Regions from separate parts of the Mus musculus genome. Here all the other regions are linked to region 2. The links are chromatin contacts, called in public Hi-C and HiChIP or PLAC-seq maps. All regions are on one chromosome and are shown on one strand. The core of a region is the stretch at or near the end of the contact, and the rest is flanking DNA. Distances in the headings are between cores, read along the strand shown.

Region 1 (4,254 bases), core at 1,251-3,750, 100 kb after region 2:
TATATGAACTATATATGCACAAAACCTGTACTTGCTTGGCTGTCCCACTGGTCCAAAACCACCCCTGTTAATATGATCCGGGGTCTAAACGTTTTTATTTAGCACATCCTAGATTTCTAGAAGGAACATTTTTCCTTGCTGTATGTTATCTGTGTCCATTTTTACTTACTGGATGTGTGCAAGGCGGCTGAGCAGCTTCAGAGGAAATGGTGTCTGGAATGACGCATTTGAGACCTGGACTTTGTCTAGTCTCAAAGTCATCTTGTGCAGGAAAGAACCTGTAACCTGGGGCTGGAGAAATGCCTCCGAGATTAAGAGCTCTTGCTGTATGAGTTCAAATCCCAGCAACCACATGGTGGCTCATAACCACCTATAATGAGATCTGGTGCCCTCTTCTGGCCTGTAGGCATACATGGAAAAGAGGGAGATATATATCTATCTATATCTATATCTATATAGAGAGATATCACCAGACTTTTGGGTACTTTGTGAATTTTTTAAAATTCCACTCTTTTCCACCCCTCTCCTTTCCACCCCCTAACACTAGGTAGAAAAGACAAAAGGGCAGAGGGGGAAAGGGGTGACATTATTGTTAGACAACTTCCTGCTGATTAGGGGCGTCGAGTTTCTTGGGGCAAGTTTGAGCTTCTTCACCATCATATCTAATTTCTTCTTTTCATCTCTTTGCACACAACTGCTTAACAAATCACAGTCAACAGCATCCAACCGCTGAGCAGCCAATCAGTTCCTAGTATCAGGCCCTAGTATTTATATACCCTCTGAAGAGTCCCCAGAATTCCACACACTCTCAGAAACCATCTGCAGCTGGCAAAACCACACCCCTGTTAGAGCATGAGGCAAATTACAGTCAGCTGCTGTGGACAATCTGAAGCAGCCCCACCTGGGGTTAAAACAAACAAACAAACAAACAAAACATTCTTTATATTTCTGTGTTTTTTTAAAGAAACCAAAATTCTCACTACAAGAATCACCGTGGTCCTCTTTCCCCAAACCTTAGTGTTTGTGGTCTCCACCTCCTCAGATGGTATCCACTTCACATGCATATAATACAGATCTTGGAATTGCAATCTAGGAATAAAGAAAATCTGTTTGTATAAACTTTCACTGGAGAACTGGGGTGGGGCGTGCCACACTGCGTGCACTTGGAAATTCATCTCTCTCTCAAGCTCTCCGGGGTTTGCTGCTGACTCCATTCATCTTGACATTTATATACTATTTTATATTTATTTAAGCATTAGGTAGAGGCTAGTTCAGCTTCTTCCACTCAGTAAGCCCCTTGTGGTTAGAACAGTTGCTTTAAATGTATGCATTAAATGAACTTTATATTTCTCAAACACCTACTCCTCTTGGGACACCAAAAAAGCTATTTAGTAAGAACTGCTTAATTCATAAATGATACCTCGGGACTGTCTGGACTCTGAACTCCTAAAACATTTACAGCCTCCATATAGCCCAGACTTCTTAGACATTGCAGCTTTTCTGTCCTCATAGCAGTTGTGTGTGCCACTCCAAGACACATGATCTTCAACTGCTGAAATATGAAGTCATGGCTATTGCAGCCAAGCTCCGATAGTCATTCCTCACCTTCTGCTCACTGAAAGAATCCATTACAAGTTCTTTCCTTTCCTTTTCTTTCTTTTTTTTTTTCTTTTTGGTTTTTCGAGACAGGGTTTCTCTGTGTAGCCCTGGCTGTCCTGGAACTCACTTTGTAGACCAGACTGGCATTGAACTCAGAAATCTGCCTGCCTCTGCCTTCCAAGTGCTGGGATTAAAGGCGTGCGCCACCATGCGTCACTCTCGGTTTTTTAAAAGTACAAATGCAAAATAAGTTCAAAAGGTTTGACAATGCAAAACACACAATGTAAAATTAGTAAGCACGCAAGGTCTTGTATTGCCCTCAGGTTCTTCTCTCAGACCCAGGGCGTCCACACCAGGCGGTCCTTAGAACCTCACCAGGGGAAGGCAGCCTAAGACTCAAAGAGCGCGGAACCTGGAACTGAGATCTGTGCAGATGTTCAATCTTTGGTGACCCCGTGGACGCCCTGCACTCATTTAAAGGTTGCCCGGGGTCCTAAGGGAGTCTTTGTGCTTATTACAGACTATGCAGTAGATTCCCAAAGTTTTAAGGGATGCTCCCGCCTTTTGGCCGCCTCAAGTTGAAGTGTTCCCGCCCACAGTGGCTGCTTCCCGAGCAGGCAAGCGGCTCTGGCTCCCTCTGGGTCTAGTGGTTCCTCTGGAGTCTCCCAAGCTCAGCCTCGTCCACTTCTCTCCAAGTCCTGCTTTCCCCAAGCCAGGGAGCATGCCGGCGTCCTCACTGGAGCTCAGCCACGCCTCCTCACTCCAAGTTTGATTTCAGAGCGCGCCAAGCCTGAGGGAGACTGTAATTGGTTGAAAGTGAGAGACTCTCCCGCTTGATTGGTGGAGTGTTGTGGTGGGCGGGACGGGGCGGAGTCAAAGACGGAAACCCGGCGGGCCAGGGCTTCCTGGCTGCGGTATGGACCTGGTTAAGTGTCCGGAGCACGGTAAGGCCTCAGTCTCGGGATTTCCCTCCCGGGGACTGTGGGACTGGCTTGGAGTGGCCGATGCTGACCTTCTTGTTTCCTCAGGGGACGCCTGCTTCTTAAAGACCGGCGTCCGCGATGGCCCGAATAAGGGAAAGAGCTTCTACGTGTGCCGGACGAACACATGCGGCTTCGTGCAGGCCACCGAGTGAGTCTCCAGCCCGGCCCGGTTACACGGAGTGACCCAGCCTGGTCACTTCAGCTGCCTTGGGACGCGGACTCACCCACACTCCGATCCTTCTAGAGTCTGCTTCAAGTTTCTAGGCACCTGTCTGGCCTTACTTAGCCACTCCCCTTTGCCCCGGCATCCTTTCTGCTCCCTCTAAAAAGTGTAAACAAACAGTGGACATGGGAATTAATTTGCTAGTCTTGTACCAATTTTAGGTCGCCATTTAAATTTTACGTTTAAGGTTAAAACATGTTAATTAGACACAAGCTTTTCTCCTTCATCTAGTGGCATGACGTTAACAACCCAGAGAGAGCCAGAGTCTTTAGGGCAGTGTTTCTCAACCTGCGGGTCACGACCTTCAGGATCTAAGGACGCTTTCACAGGGGTTGCATTTCAGTTATCCTGCAAATCAGATATTTTTACATTGCGATTCAAAACGGCAAAAATTACAGTTATAAAGTAGCAATGGGAATGATTTTATGATTGGGGTCACCATAACTGTTGTAACGGGTATTAGGAAGGTTGAGAACCGCTGCTGTAGGGAGTTAGTGCTGAAAGAAACATCAGAGGTTGATGTGGATCGCAGGTTCTGCAGATGTGAAAGCTGAGACCTAGAAACCTCAAGCATCTTGTCTAAAGTGAGGAAAGTCAAGTGTGACAATCTTTTTTTTTTTTTTTTTTTTTCCCAGACAGGGTTTCTCTGTATAGCCCTGGCTGTCCTGGAACTCACTCTGTAGACCAGGCTGGCCTCGAACTCAGAAATCCGCCTGCCTCTGCCTCCCAAGTGCTGGGATTAAAGTCGTGCGCCACCACCGCCCGGCAAGTGTGACAATCTTAACATACCGGGTGTTGACATTCTCGAAGTGAAATTACACTGTGGTGTCATTTAACATTTCTCCCTGCTCTCTATTCAGCTGGACTTTGTAGAGCATGGTTATTTTTTTTTCAGTATCATAGCTATACTAATATACTAATGAATATTAGTAATATACTAATGAATAGTAGTACTGGAATAACTTGTATGATTTGTGTCTCCACTTTGTACCAGAATTTACTATTTATTTCTAGAAATATTATATAGATAATGTTTCTAAATATACTGAGATTTGGTACCCTGCTCAAATGTTTTAAGACACATGTGTGCTCATGTTTATAGGAATTGTGCATCAATGTTGGTCTTAGGTTTGTTTCAACATTAAAAGAAATGTTCTTGTGGACTGGAGAGATGGGCCAACCTTTAAGAGCACTGGCTGTTCTTCCAGAGGCCCTAGCTTCAATTTCCAGCACCCACTTAGGGGCTGTCAAATGTCTATAACTTCAGTTCCAGGGGATCGGGTGCCCACTTCTGGCCTCTGAAGGCCCAGCATGTACTTGGTGTATAGACACACATGCAGGCAAAATATCCCTAAACATAAAATAGAAATAAATCAATCTTGAAAAAGAGAGTGAAGATTCTTAAACAGTGTGTCACTTACATGGCTACACTGCAATACAGACTAGTAC
Region 2 (3,845 bases), core at 1,272-3,771:
TCACCACACGTTGCTCTCAGTCACGTGGATACCCGCTCTTACCATCTACTGGTGCGAGATGTTAGCAAAGAAAACTCGGGCTACTATCTTTGCCTTGTGGCCCTCTGGGCTCCTGGACACAACAGGAGCTGGCACAAGGTGGCAGAGGCCATGTCTGCCCCGTCTGGTGTAAGCGTGACCTGGCTAGGTGAGTAAGTAGCTTGAGGAATGCCATTTAGCTTCTCTGCTTAATCCTTCCTGCACTCAGGAAGTGTGTGGTGTGCTGGGCATTCTGCCCCATGTAGATGTGTGGCTCAGACAAGTGTCCTTGAGCTCCCAGCTATAAGGAAGCCGGATGGGTTGCAGCAGTGTGGCCAGCAAGGGCAAGCATGGGTGGTGTTTGTCTCCATGCCCCTGCTGGAGGAAGTGGCTTCTTTGTTGTTGAGAGTGTCTGCCTGGGAGAACTGAGGTGAATGGCTCTGCAGTGGCTTTGTTACAGAGACAGCCATTCTCTTCTCTTTACTTAGACTCCTGGGTATTTCTGCCCTGGGCTAGGGCTCCCTAAAGCTCAATGAGAAAGAGCAGCCACTCCTCCAGCTAATGGCGAATGTTTTCTACCCTTGATGCACTGGAAGCCCCTGGTAGTTTTAACTGCAAATATCATTTACAGTAGGGGCCATCTTCCTCCCTGTCTCTCCTCAGGCTCCCAGTCCTGGAGCTGCCCCAGGTGGAGGAGTGGAGGTGTCACCTCACCCCATGCTTTATAGCAGCTTGTAACATGGGAACGTGACTGGTATCCTCACTGTGTCATCCTGCTTGTCATGTATGTGATCCCTGGAGCGCCCTTCCTTATCACATATGTGATTGTGGCTGTGTTCTACTTGTCCTATGTCCTCTGATAGATTGTCATCTCGTTATCATGTGTGCTTCCTGGAGAGTGCTCATTTTGTAATGTGTGTGCTGTGTGCTGCCAGGTAAGCCCTCCTTCATTATGTATGTGCTCCCTTGTGTATGTCTCACGTTTTCATGTGTGCTCCCTGGGAAGTCTTCATTTTGTCATATGTGCTCCCTGGTGTCCTCACTTTGTCATCTGTGTCCTTCCTGCTGTGTTCACTTTGTCATTTGTGTTCTCCCTGCTGTGCCCACTTTATCCTGCTTGCTCTTTGGTATCCCTGCTTTGTCATCTATGTGATCCTACCATGTCTTACATGAGATTGCTGGCTTTGACCTGATCTCTTTCCTGTAGTGCCCCTGGTCTTTTTTCTTATGCATCTGACCATGGGGAGGAATGTGTAGTAGCTCCTTTTGTTCAAGGGTGGTAATGGCCTTGATCATTCAATTCAGCTTAGGTGGGAGGGGCTGGTGGGGTGTGGCTGGCTCCCCACCTGCTTCATTTCCACAGTGGTCAGCCTATGGTCAGCTCTTCACTGCCCTCACAGGGCTTTGAGCCCTGACAAAGACACTTGATTTGTCTTTGATTAAGGAGGCAACACTGATCTTTAAAGGGCAGTAAAAGACTTCATCCTCTGTCTGATGCTAACCCTCCTCCTACATGTGCATGTCTCCAGCTCCTATGGAATTCTTCTCTGTCTTATATAGAGGTCCTATGCTGGCTCAAGGGTGCACTCCCTGTCTGTCTGTCCCTAAGAAATGGATGGGAACTTGTGAATGGTAGTACGGTGCAAGGGAAAGCATCCTTAGAGAGTAAGCGGTAGGGAAAGGCTAGTTGGGACTGAGACTGGGGGGGGGGTGGTAGCCCTGTGAGCAAAGTGGGGCTTTGATATCTAAAGAGCGAAAGGAGCAGGCTTATCTGCTTTCATTCCTGCAGTCAGGAGCCTGCGCTCCGAGGCGCTCTGTGAAGTCCTGGGCTGGAACAATGTTGGCCCAGCCAGGACTCTCCTTAGCAACCTTCAAAATAAAACAGATGTTGTCAGCACCAAGAGAAGAGTTTTCATCTCTGGAGTTGAATCTGTCTCACAGCTCTGATCCTGGTGCATTGTGTGGTGCTGTCAAATCCCCACTCTGGCTTCCTCCCCTCCCCGCCCCCTCCAACTTCTGAGTCCTAGCTCTGGGATTTTTTTTTTTTTTTGTGAAAATTCTGCCTGCACTCCAATTCTGAGGGTTTCTTTGAAGTCCTGGTGTATTGATCCCACATACCCTGGGGGAAGTACAGGCACTGTCAGACATCAGGGGCAAGCTCTGGGAGGGAACGGGCTTTGTAACTGAAGGGATTTGTTGGTGACGTGTTCTCCAGAGACTGAGGGGAAATAAAGAGGCTAAACTGTGGGAAAGACTCCCTGATTATCCTAAGGGTCCTGCCACTCGTTTTCCTGCAGAGTGCCGGTGCCATTGTGAAAGACATGAGTGCACATCTCCAGTGCATGCATGGAGCCCCAGAGCTTCTGTGTGCTTTACACAGACTAGGCCTGCCCCAACATATAGATAGCGTAAAACCCATGCATCCAAACCCAGAACTGTATGCAGGCATGACCGTGGCTTAGAGTATGCAGAGGCCCTTGCATAATTGTGAGCTCACCAGGAGTGTAAACATTATAAAAACAACTGTGTTCTTCTCTGTCTTCCTCTTAAGCCTTCACCCCGGTCTCTGTGACTCATGGTTTGCAGCTGCTTGGACGCTTGTCAGGAGACGAGTCGGGCCTGAGTACAGCCACAGGCCTTTAGTCACAGTCTGCAGACTGCATTCTCTGCCCAGAAACTGAGGCAGCTGACTGACCCTACATGTTTTCTCTAGAAATGTAATTTGTGCATGCCATCAAATACAACTCGGGCCTGTATAAGATAATGAAGATGTGACACACACACACTCACAGACACACACACACACAAAGCCAGGAACACAGCTGACCTGCTAAGTATAGAGGTCATCCTAGGTAGGTGATGTGGACTGTTGTCTCTTAGAGAGTGGGATCCTCGTGCCCATGTGATGCAGCACTTGGTTTTGCACTTGACACATTGAGAATTCTAATTACCATTTATTGAACACCTTTTCCAGGCCCTGACGGAGAACTTTATATGTATTAAATGGTCAGGTGGGAAGTGCTTATGATCATCTTTGGGAAGGAGACTCTTCCCCCATTGGCTAATTCTGGTTTCTTGTCTGGGATGGCTTAGAATTGTGGCTTTAGTTGAATCTGTCCTAGGCATTGTCTTCGTGTATGGGGAATGTCTTTGGCCTTGGAAGTCAGCTCTACCTCCTGAGACAACCAGTCCCAAGTCCTAAAGATGGGCTGTTCCTGTTGTCCCAGTTGATGACGGGGTGGGAACTGTCTTAGCCCATTGTCTTACATGGGCCTACTATCGATGGTCTGAGAAATGAACAACCCTTTGCAGCAGGGTGGGAGGATCTGGTGAATTTTTGTAAGAAGGTGAGAGAAAGGCCTTTTGCTAAGATTTGTATTCCTCTTTGAAGAAGGAAAAGCTCTAGTTGGTTTGCAAAATGAAGAACAAAGCAACAGACATAAAGAAATAATCAAGATCAAAAGAGGCAAAGAGAATCCAAGAGCAGTTATTGCTTGGGATGAGTTAGTTGAGTGGTTGGCATGAATTTGTTGCTGCATTTGAGCACCAAATTTGTAGAGTTTTGAAGGCGAGACAAAAAGAGATGTTCTTATCCAGTTGTCTGAGAAAGAAAACATAAACTTTTGGAGAGGCAAACTTTTTCTTGGCACTGAATTTATCCCATGTTTTTTTCATTTTGGGGTGGAGGTGGGGGCAGTGGATAATTTAATGGCTAGTGCCCACAACTGTTCTTTTACCAAAGGCCTTCAGTGATTGTTCAAATGTATGTTTCTTATACCCATGCTCTCTAAGAGATGAGGGTGTGAATTGTAAGTGTGGAAAGGAGT
Region 3 (3,824 bases), core at 365-2,864, 93 kb before region 2:
AGCACTGGTGACATCCTGGCTCTAATCTGAATCGAATAAATGTACGGGACCTGACATAGCTCCTTTGATTCTATTATTTTACTTTATAACACAAACACATTATGTATGTTTTTACGTCTCAAACATAACATTAAATGATAAGGTATGCACAGTTGACGTTAGGCGTGGTTGACATTCTTAGACTGATTTCAAATACGTAAATATACCAAAATACTAAAAATGTGGTCACTCTGGTGGGTGATGGCTCCGGTGACAAGCTGACTTGTGTGCAAGCATCAGGACCTAAGTCTGGATCCCTAGCACCCACGTAAAAGCCTTATGGTGGCTTTGTGTCCTTAACCCCAGAACAAAAGGGGTGGGGGCCGGAGCAGGATGGAGACAAATGGATCCTAAAGCTCACTGGCCAGCCAGCCTACTGCTGAACTGCTGAGCCTCAGGCTCAGGGGGAAATCCTAACCCTACTCCCACCCACACCAAAAGGACCAATAGTGTTTGCATCTCAAATGCTCTGTCTGGCTTCTGACAGGTGAGGTATTCCATGTCTCATTCAGACACTGTAGCCTCAGAGCCTGTAGCAGCTCCAAGCCAGCATTGTTACTTTTGGCCTCCACACCTAGGCATACTGTGTACAAATTCCACCCCCACACAAATAGATACATTTTTAAAGTTGTAATGGCCAACCACAATGACTTGTACTGACTTGGAAACTCTGGAACATCAATCTGATTAGTTCAAACCAGACGTGGAGTGTGAGTCACCCAGATAAATCACCAACTCTCTGGTCTACTTGGGGAGTGATGGGGGGATGGCCTATGCCTGGACTCACCGCGTAAACAAAAGTCACCCTCATTTACTAACAGAGAAGATCTATTTCCTGCTGAGCACTTCTAGTAGGGGCTTTGGGGCAAAGGGTCAAATACGCTCTGCTGGAATCTGCTTCCCTTCCCCATCAGGTTTGGCGCTGCAACAGGCTCTCCCTGGCTACAATGTCATCTGAATGAGACTCTGAAAGGCCTCACCTGCCAGAAGCCGGACAGAGCTTTTGAGATGCAAACCCTATGGTCCTCAGAGATGAGAGGATGAGAGAGAGAAGTCACTTTCAAAGCACTGCCTGCCCCCTACTATACACTCGCTAAGCATACACTGCTTGCTCAATCTGCTACGAAAACAGAATTCTAAAATAAGCTGTAGCCTGCTCTCTCAAATTGGAACTTAGAAGAAGACGGATTGGTGTATTTGAGTTAGCTTCATCCTCTTGCACGTACACCCTCCGCCCCACCCCGTACCCACAAGGGCAGCACTGGTTAACAGAACCAGTTAAGGACGGGAAAGACAGACACCGATAATTACGAGGGCAGGCTAGAAGCTGCATGAAAATAAAATACACAGAAGCCAGCAGATGGCAGTTAATCATAATTTTTCCTGCAATTTCTATTAATTGTCGAAGATTCTTCATTCTGTCTACCCATAAGACGAATGATACGCTGATATGGCATAATAAGTAATGTTTCCCCTTTGAGATATTAAATAAGCGTGCTACATAAAGGTTCCCCTCCCACATAACTAGCCCCAGACCTGATTTTTCTCATGCATGTATTTATCATACTATAGCACGCCATGCATATGCATGCCCATATATCTGTACACTCCCCGGCACGCTGCATGCTTGATCAATGTATAATGTTAAAGCCAACGCCCGGGTTCATCTCCAGAAGCAAGACTGAATCAAGGAACTGTTGTTCCTAAAACAGTGCCGAGAAACAATTTAAACCACGTTGTCTGACAGAAATAGCAATGCAAAAATACCTTAGGGAGGCCACTGGGGCAGTTTCCTCTAAGGCTCTTATTACAAGCATTAACAACGTGCACGACCCCTTCCTGGCTGCTGTCCCTCACCCGCCAACCCTTCTAGCCTTTCCCCTTCCCTTCCCTCCCTCTCCCTGAATTTCCATACTGCCTTTCCTTTCCAGATGTCTAGTTCTGTCACTCTGCTTCTCCTGTTCTCTCTCTCTCTCTCTCTCTCTCTCTCTCTCTCTCTCTCTCACACACACACACGCACACACACACACACACACACCAGCCCGCATGTCCCTGGTTTCCTGAGTCTTGCAGGGACAGATGCTGTACCAGGCAGGGTTCTTGATTTCCAACATTACAAATCGACTCTTAGGTAGAAAAAAAAAAAGGAAAAATTATTGGAGAGCACTCAAGTAGTTCACAGAATCGCCAGGAAGCCTGGGAAATTTGGCTCGGTGAACAGGCACGAACCAAAGGATTTGGCACCAAAGTGCAGAGCCAAGGTCACACCATTGAAAACTACCCAGTGGGACTGCCACCAGCATCCAGCTCACCAGTCACTAATGACCACCGCTGACAGTTGACTCTGCGGCGGGATGGTCTACACACCTGAGACCTTTCCTTGGCTTCTCCCGTTCCCAGTCTGGGCTTCAGACCCAATGCCAAGGCCTAGAGGGCGGGCCTTGCGCACAGCTTTCCAAGAGCAGAGCTATGGCTCTGGCTCAGACCACAGCAGGGTCAGGGCACACAGCCCAGAGGCTGGGCGGCTTAGCAGAGTGCAGGACACTGTGAATCTGGAGGGACACTGGATGACACAGGCCAGGTTAAAATCGGTAGCCTCCCTCCACCCTATAGGTTTGGAGATCTGCGCTTCCTAGCGGAGCGGGAATAACTCCGGGGAAAGTTATTTGGCTGGACACATCAGGATTAGTGATCCCAGCTCTGGAAAGATAATGTCTAGTGAGATCCTGCTGCCGCTCAGGCCCCTCCCCGTCCACTCAGTCGCTTCTCAGTCTCAGTCCCAGGCTGAGCAAGGGGCTACAGCTGGGATGTGAACGCTCTTTGTTCTCCGGTTCACTTAGCCACCCTCCATTGCTGCTCCGGAGGACCAGAGGACCGCTCTCTTGACCTCCCACATTTTAACCCTTAATGGAGACTGGTTTCTTTCTAGGGACCAGATTTGCAACCAGATTCCAGGTCTGGCCACAGGCTTTGCTCTCTTCTGCCAGCTGTTCCCAATTAGGAGCTGGTTTAAGCAATTTGAGTGTCTGAGGGTGTCAGTCAACAGGAGTATTTGTTAGTATTTAGTTTCCCTTAGGATCTTAACCCCAGAACTAATGGATTCTCTAATATCCTGAGTTACGAGGTGATTTTTGTAGGTTTTCCAAGAAAGGAGAATAAAATATATGAATAAAATCTCTAGGCAGTGGGCCTGGCGGCCCCTCCCAGTACATGGTAAGTGATGGATGCAGTTCTCTGAGTCATCCTGACAGGACTCTGATTTTGCCTACCTTCTTGGGTCGTGGTGTTAGCTCAGTTCTCATGCATGTTTTAGTGAAGGGTCTTTGTGTGAATCTTCCTGACTTTTTTTTTAAGGTAGGGTTCTGGGGGAGTTCTAGCATAGAGTGAAAAAAGGACTACACACACCTATATTCACTTGGTTTCGGTTTAGTGTTTGAGCATCTATTATAGCCCAAAGACTTGATTATTCTAGAATTGCAAAAAAGTCACAACTCGGTCCTATGGATCTCTTCCAACAAATGGCATTTTTTTTTAGAAGATCGAAGACCAGCCTTTGGCTACGTTTGTTGCCAACTGTTCAGAACCGCCATGACTGTGGTGATTATATAAACCAGATGGCTTTTAGTTGGTTTTGTTATTATTTTTAAACTCTGCAGACTAATATCCCCTTCCTGCCTGCACCTGGCTGGCTTCTCTCCCCGGCTCCTTCCAGGAGTCACCACATTCACTCACTCCTTCAGTTGACAGCAGCAGAGAATTGGCCGGGGAATAAATGTCACTGGCAG

What was found. Hi-C and Micro-C count contacts between places; a contact is called where the count stands out from the background. HiChIP or PLAC-seq counts read pairs in DNA pulled down with a chosen protein or histone mark.
Region 1: a Hi-C map of uterus shows a contact between it and region 2, with 2.6 times the contacts expected there. The contact joins the promoter of Ttf2 here to the enhancer-like site in region 2. A contact is called at or near these places in 2 of 39 promoter capture datasets (maxillary cranial neural crest and neutrophils), 1 of 15 datasets of contacts at CTCF or cohesin (the NIH/3T3 cell line), 16 of 484 Hi-C or Micro-C datasets (CD4 single positive thymocytes, ECoMG myeloid progenitors, the G1E-ER4 cell line and 12 more), 6 of 115 datasets of contacts at active chromatin or transcription factors (bone marrow-derived dendritic cells, bone marrow-derived macrophages, embryonic stem cells and 3 more) and 4 of 9 other capture datasets (adipose tissue, embryonic stem cells, liver and 1 more).
Region 3: a contact with region 2 is called in an H3K27ac HiChIP or PLAC-seq map of embryonic stem cells, with 15 read pairs. The contact joins two enhancer-like sites. A contact is called at or near these places in 6 of 484 Hi-C or Micro-C datasets (the N1E-115 cell line, cerebral cortex, nephron progenitors and 2 more), 5 of 115 datasets of contacts at active chromatin or transcription factors (double positive thymocytes, embryonic stem cells and heart atrium) and 1 of 9 other capture datasets (adipose tissue).

What each region holds. Positions count from the first base shown.
Region 1 is chr3:100,967,909-100,972,162 of GRCm38.p6, reverse strand. It overlaps Ttf2 (transcription termination factor, RNA polymerase II), which reads left to right and starts at 2,500. Exons shown (of 23, transcript NM_001013026.2): 1 at 2,500-2,543; 2 at 2,628-2,730. The coding sequence starts at 2,516.
Region 2 is chr3:101,069,152-101,072,996 of GRCm38.p6, reverse strand. It overlaps Ptgfrn (prostaglandin F2 receptor negative regulator), which reads left to right. Exons shown (of 9, transcript NM_011197.3): 4 at 1-187. Among named protein-coding and RNA genes, the nearest start is that of Gm52612, 38 kb to the left of the region's middle. Within about 2 kb of position 2,521, at least 120 of the 459 cell types and tissues checked have an H3K27ac peak or open chromatin away from gene starts, as enhancers often do. A contact at or near this core is called in the N1E-115 cell line, the NIH/3T3 cell line, adipose tissue and 6 more, where this site is marked.
Region 3 is chr3:101,160,786-101,164,609 of GRCm38.p6, reverse strand. No RefSeq gene overlaps it. Among named protein-coding and RNA genes, the nearest start is that of Ptgfrn, 53 kb to the right of the region's middle. Within about 2 kb of position 1,614, at least 109 of the 459 cell types and tissues checked have an H3K27ac peak or open chromatin away from gene starts, as enhancers often do. A contact at or near this core is called in the N1E-115 cell line, adipose tissue, embryonic stem cells and 2 more, where this site is marked.